2 separate regions of the Mus musculus genome follow, and region 1 is linked to region 2. The links are chromatin contacts, called in public Micro-C maps. All regions are on one chromosome and are shown on one strand. The core of a region is the stretch at or near the end of the contact, and the rest is flanking DNA. Distances in the headings are between cores, read along the strand shown.

Region 1 (3,245 bases), core at 150-2,649, 160 kb before region 2:
CTGTCCATCTGTCCATCCATCTGCCTACCCATCTATCCATCCATCTGCCTACCCACCCATCCACCTATCCATCCACCCATCCATCCACCCATCCATCCATCCACTCATCCATCCATCCATCCACTCATCCACCCATCCATCCATGCATGCATCCATGCATCCATCCATCCTTCCATGCATGCATGCATGCATGCATGCATCCATCCATCCATCCATCCACTCATCCACCCATCCATCCATGCATGCATCCATGCATCCATCCATGCATCCATCCACTCATCCACCCACCCATCCATCCACTCATCCACCCATCCATCCATGCATGCACGCATGCATCCATCCATCCATCCATCCATCCATCCATCCATCCATCCATCCATCCATCCTTCCATGCATGCATCCATCCATCCATCCATCCTTCCATGCATGCATCCATCCATCCATCCATGCATCCACCCACCCATCCATCCATTCATCACTCAGCCATCCATCCACCCATCCACTCGTCCGTCCACTCACCCATCCATCCGTCCAGTGACGATTTTAACACATACGTCCCGTTGCCTGTTTTAGTCACTTATTTGTCCCCGTACTAAACAGTTGCTTGCTGAAAATCTACCGTGTGTCAGGCTTGTGCTGCAGAGCTTTGGGAGGTGAGGCTGGCTGCAAGCTTTGAAGGTGGCATGGGCACGTAGGAGAGGTGTTCACGAGGTCAGGATGCTTCCTTGTCATCTGAAGGTCACCCTGGAACCACGTCAGGAAGGTTGGGTTGGCCATGAGCCTGCATGCTCTTGGAGGCTCCGTTGCACCATGGGCCACACTTGGGTCCCAGTAATTTCTAGAGATAAATATACACAAACATACACAGATGTATGTATGTATGTATGTATGTATGTATGTATGTATGTATGTATGCATATGTATAATATATGTGCATGTATGTATATATAAAGTCAGAGTCTCATGTAGTTTAGGCTAGCATCAGCCTCCATGTGTAGCCAAGTATGATCTTGAATTAGTGATTCTTCTCTCTCTGCCTCTGGAGTGCTGGGATTGCTAGATTACAAGCACAGGCCATCACATCTAGTTTATGCTGTATAACTAGGGGTAGAATCCAGGGTCTCATGTACGCTAGGCACTCTACCAAACGTGCTGCAGTCACCCTGTGACCCTTGTTCTTTCTCCTTGCGCACTTCCTCCATTATGTTCCTCATATGTTTCTGAGCCAAACACCACTGACTGGTCTCTCTGAGGCTGCAGGGATGCTCAGCTCGGAGAAAAGCCCCGTATTGAAGACACGCCCATCCACCTGGGCATCCTGGTATCCACCCCAAGCTGGTTCCCTCCAGAGCAAAGCGTCACAACTGGGGCAGTGGGAGAGCCGAGAGGAGCGTGCCCCTCCTCCAGCCCAGCATGGCTCTGCCCTGACTCACAGCCTGACTCTGCAGAAAGGGCTCAGGCTGCAGAGGACTGCCCGGGAGTTTGTGGTTTTGAATTCAGAGAATTCCCTCATCGGCTCAGGGTAGGATGCTGTACTCGTTGAGAGAGACATTTTTACAAAATAAATCCTTAGAGAAGCCAGGCGCTGAGGCTGGGAGGCCTGGCAAGGGATTATTTAAATAAACCCTGTTTTTGAAGCTTCGGGGGCCCAAATGATTTGCCTGAGCCTTTAGTTACTCCTTGTGTTCAGTTTATGGTCCCCAGTGACCCTGAGACAGTGTTCCTTGGAATGACGGCAGCAGGCCCTCTCCCTGGGTGAGAGCTTTGGTCTTTGGAGTCTCTATCATTCCTTTCTTTATTGGGGGGTGGGTAGGAGTCAATTTCACTTTCTTTAAGCAAGCATAGTTCGTAGCATAGTTCTCTCTTCGTGAGGATGTACTTCCTGCCCATTGCAAGTTAAGGGCCCCAGGTTCTAGCCTGTGGGATGTTCATGTACCACCCCCCATGGCCACATTGTCCCCATGTTCCTTAAGAAGGCAAGGAGATTTCATCCAGTCCTCTTAGGCTGGGACAACACTGGAATGGCTAATGTCCTGAGCCTTCCAGACCTTACTGCACACTTGCCTCTTTGCATGAGACTGAGGCTCGTGTATTCAGGCATCTGTGTAGCTTGCTGGGTGGCTGAGGACAGCCTTGAACTCCCTCTTTCTCCTGCCTCTCCCTGGGATTACACCAGGATCCGTTTTATGACGTGTTGGGGATCAAACCAAGGAAGGGCCTTGGTTGTGTTAGGCAACCACTCTACCAAGCGAGCCAAATCGCACCACTCAGCACATTTCTAAGTGTCCCCTGGGGGAGCGCAGTGCTCAAGTGAGACCCACGAAGTGACTGCAGTTCAGGCCTCGGCCCCTGGGTCCCTTGTCTGCATGAGCTTGAACTCAGCTGTCTTCCTTTGTCTCTCCCTAGGCGCCCTGTATCTCTCTGTCTTTGCGGCTTTCCCATGATCCTTTGCCCAGAGCTGGAGTGACAGCATCAGCCTCAGACTGTGCCCAGCTCTCACTTTCTCCTCAGTAAAGGGGGAGGGGGGCAGAGCAGAGCCTTTCCCCCAGAATAAGTGAATCCAGCGCTTCTGTGGGGCCCATGGGACAATGTCAGGGCTGTGGCTGTCCCTAGGTGGCAAGCTTCTTCTGGTGGAGAGCTGGCTCGTGCATCCTGCTCCCCATTGCTGACAACACGTTGCCTCCCCTGAGGCTCCCTTGTGGTGGTAAAAGGCAGGTCCCACCCCTACAGACACCCCCTTGTCCCCCCAAAACTGCACAGCAACCAGACCAACAAAGATGTACTTAGGCAGACCCTGTGGGGGCTGTAGGTGGGCAGTGGGGTCACCTGACCCTGGTGACATCTGTCCGTGGATCCTATCTGAGTGCCTTGTTCTGGGGCCTGTCTGCCTACTCTGACATCCACACCTTTTTATCCTGCTCTGAGGACACTTCTCCAGCGCAGGGACAGCCTGGCTGCCCTCCTCCTCTGTCCGCCCTGTAGTCTCCCTCTTATCTAAATCCTGAGCCTCCTGTCTCTCCTCTGGAGATAAGCGTCCATCCACGGATGTCTGTACATGTCCTGGGCACACAGTAGGCACTTAGCCACTAGCTGGGGTGGGAGGCTAAGGCTGTCTGCTTGTCCCGTTGGCATGTTTGGAATGTGCAAGAGGCTGGGAAGTCAGGGTGTGCCCTGCCCCCACCTGCTCTTTTTTTTTTCTCCAGAAGCCCACCTCATCAGCTTTTCCTTGAGGGCAATCCCCTGCC
Region 2 (3,426 bases), core at 399-2,898:
GCTTCCCCGCACCAGGGTCCACCCGAACATGGTCACTTAGGCGCAGAAAACAAAGGAATCCAGCTCTGGCGTATGAGGCAAGAGAAAACCAGATGGGATGGGCTATCAGGGTGGGCTTTCAGGGGGAGGCTACAGGCTGAGAGAAAGGTCACTCCAAAACGTAGCAGCTTCAACAGTGCAGCGCAAAAACATCTGGAGGTGTTGTGGGGCATGAGTTGGTGTGAGTGTAGGGCATGGAATTAAGGTCCAGCCACAGAGGCTACCAAGCAGAGATTAGTAGGACTACCATTAGATTATAGAGCAGTGGTTCTCAACCTTCCCAATGCTGCAACCCTTTAACACAATTCCTCACGGTGTGGTGACCCCCAACCATTTGTTGTGGTTTGATTTGGCTTTTTGAGACAGGGTTTCTCTGTGTAGCCCTGGCTGTTCTGGAACTCACTCTGTAGACCAGGCTGGCCTTGAACTCACAGAGATCCACCTCCCTCTGCCTTCTAGGTGCTGGGGTTAAAGGGGTGCGCCACTACCACCTAGCTCATAAAAATGTTTTCATTGCTACTTTATAACTGTAACTTGGCTATTGTTATGAATCATGATGTAAATATCTGTGTTTTCCAGTGGACTTAGACAACCCCTGAGAATGGAGTCATTCAACTCCCAAAGTGGTCACGACCCACAGGTTGAGAACCAGTGTTCTAGAAAAAAAAAAGAGTCAGTTTCAGCCATCAAATCAAAAGAGGAGCTTCCAGCAAGCCCCTGGAAGAGCCCTCGGGACTCCAAGAGAGCCCAGACTCTGCCATTTACTTTCCAACACGGACAAACCCGACTCCACTTCCGCAGCCTGGGAGAGAGGAGCTTGGCTTTGTGTTCCCTGATTCATCTCTTTTTATTTTGAAAGAGTCTCATATATCCCAGTCTGACCCCAAACTCACTGTGCAGTCAGGGATGACCACTATTGAACGTCCGATCCTCCTCGCTCTACCTCCCAAGGGCTGGGATTACAGGCGCACACCACCACGTCTGGTTTTGCAGTGCTAGGGTCGGGAAGCCGGGGTCTTTGTGCTTGGGAAGCAAGCGCTCTACCAACTGAGCTACACCCTCAGCCCATCTGCTTCTGGTTGTAGCTATGATGTCCACACATGGGCATACACCACCAGCCAGCCAGCCTTGCCTCAGATTCCCAGCCAGTGACTGTTACCACAAAACTGGCTGGAGAGCGAGCTTGGCCCCAGTCAGCTTTTCCCACAGAGAAACCAGTGTTGGGGTGTTGGCCTCAAGAAAGGACTTGGGCCAAAGTGGGTTCAGAGAGTCCCCGACCCCCACCCAGCAAGCTGGCCTCAGGCGATTGAAGCCTCAAGGACTAATATCTGAACAGATTACCCTATGCCAAGTGCCAAAATCTCCCTGCCCCCTCTTCGCTAGTGAGGAACATGGCTCTCAAGGGGGGTGGGGGGAACCCAGCCAATCCTAACACCTACAGCCTGCTGACTGAACGTGTGTTTGCAAGTGCTTGTAATCACCCATAGGATAAGCACCTTACCCACTACTGCATGTCGAATTGAGGATTCCAGGGCTCCACCATGCCTCCCTGAGTCAGAATTCCCCATCTGAACAGTGGGAGATTCCTGCCCGCCCCGGAGGGCCCCCTGCTCCGCCTCCTCCCGCCTCCCACCCACAACCCTGTAACAATCTGCACCGAGTGTACTGAGCAGCGCTTAGGGTGGAGCCTCATATCAGATAAGATGCCCAAAGCCCAGACACAAACTAAGACCCTGACAGTGGAGAAGGCAGGACGAACCCTCAGGAATGTGCCCAGACTGGGTTAGGGTTTCAGAAAAATCAAAAAGACCCCCGAAGCCCCAGAGTCCAGCTGAGTTAAGTTCACAGCAGGACGACTGCTTCGGGAAAGCTGATCCGGGAAGAATCAGGAACCTAATACTTCACAGGGGCCCTGCGTCCCAGCCGGGACCACCCTGTGGAGACCCCAACGCCCCAACACCACAGCGCAGACATGCTCGCTCAATACCTGGCCTGGTGGGCCAAACTAGGGCTGGGTGGACCTTCTAGGTAAACCTGACCCTCAAGTCTCCTGAGCCTACCCACTACCCAAACTGAGGTGACAGCAGATGAGCAAAGGCACCTGGGGCTCCCTGTTCCTCGAGGGCCTGGCTCCCCCTGCTGGAAAAAGGGGGTATGGCATAGGGAAGGGAAGGCAAGCAACAAGGAAAGGCCAGAAACCATCTAAGAGCTAGCACATATACTCTGGGCCCTGCTGAGCCAAGAATTGTAGCATTCCAAGGGCTAAAAGACCCCAAGATTTTATGACTCACCAAACGCAATCTCCTAAGAGGCCAGTGGAAAGAATTTGTGTTTGTGAGAGTCCATCACTAGGCAAATCTGTGCTAATTCTTGACATCATAAGCCCCATGGTTCGACGCTACCCAAACTCAGGGGCCCTAGCAGGGAGAAAAAAAGAAAGAAAGAAAAGGGGGAAAAAAGCACAAAGAGAGAGGGGGAGAGAAAGAGAAGAGGGGGAGACAGTAATGCAAGCTGGGGAATCTGGTTACAGATGGATGATGGGGAATATAAAACCTCCCTTGGAGTGACCCTCACCAGGTCTGATTGGAGAAGGCTGGCCCATCTGCTTCTTCAAAACCCTCTTGCAGGCTGCAGTACCCACTTGCTTGGGGGGCTCTGACAGCCCACTGTGGGGCTCCGCCTGGACAGAGAGAACTGGAGCAAGATCACCCCATACCAGCGAGGAAGCAGTGGGGTGGAGAGGCACCACACTGCCTTTCCTATGATGGTCTCCATACAAGGTTTCTTTCCTGGGACACATGGATGCATTATCTCATGGCTGCCAACACGTCCTCCCTCCAAGGAGCACTCTCATCCCTTCCACTGCCTCCCAAAATGAGACCTGCCCCAAGGAGAGCTGTGAAGGGCCCAGAGCTCTGTGGTGGTCTCTCTCTGTCCTCCTTTCTATGGACAGAAACTCTGACGCCTCCACCACTGACCCCAGGTGGACTTCACAGGAACCCACACTCACGAGCAGTCTCTTCAGCCTCCAGGGAAGAACGACGGCTGCTTGGTTTTAATCCCAGCTGCTATTTCTTCAGTGCCAACCATGGACAGGGCTCCTCGTGTCTTCTAGACACAGCCCTGCAACTCCACAAGAGCCGTGCAATAATGACAACCACACTGTGGGCTGGGACACTCAGAGACAGCATGCTGGCTCCCCCAGGTCACACAGCCAGCCAGCGGTCTTGGACCCCAGCACAGCACACTTTTCTCACAATACGCCACTACCATTGGTCCTCACTCAGCTCACCATGGTCAGATCCCAGGTCCCCAGGGTCACTGCTCTCTTTGCATGGCCCCCCAGCCCAGCTGCTATCAGAGCCAGAGGGGGTGCCTGCCTAGACC

Evidence for each region. A called contact is a pair of places that touch in the nucleus more often than the background predicts.
Region 1: a Micro-C map of the G1E-ER4 cell line shows a contact between it and region 2. The contact joins two enhancer-like sites. A contact is called at or near these places in 1 of 484 Hi-C or Micro-C datasets (the G1E-ER4 cell line), 3 of 115 datasets of contacts at active chromatin or transcription factors (the HPC-7 cell line, double positive thymocytes and embryonic stem cells) and 2 of 9 other capture datasets (adipose tissue and pancreatic islet).

What each region holds. Positions count from the first base shown.
Region 1 is chr4:136,806,820-136,810,064 of GRCm38.p6, reverse strand. All of the region lies in intron 1 of Ephb2 (Eph receptor B2), which reads left to right. Among named protein-coding and RNA genes, the nearest start is that of Gm52708, 8.9 kb to the right of the region's middle. Within about 2 kb of position 1,399, at least 89 of the 459 cell types and tissues checked have an H3K27ac peak or open chromatin away from gene starts, as enhancers often do. A contact at or near this core is called in the G1E-ER4 cell line, where this site is marked.
Region 2 is chr4:136,647,828-136,651,253 of GRCm38.p6, reverse strand. It overlaps Ephb2 (Eph receptor B2), which reads left to right. Exons shown (of 16, transcript NM_010142.4): 16 at 1-3,426. Among named protein-coding and RNA genes, the nearest start is that of Lactbl1, 27 kb to the right of the region's middle. Within about 2 kb of position 1,648, at least 55 of the 459 cell types and tissues checked have an H3K27ac peak or open chromatin away from gene starts, as enhancers often do. A contact at or near this core is called in the G1E-ER4 cell line, where this site is marked.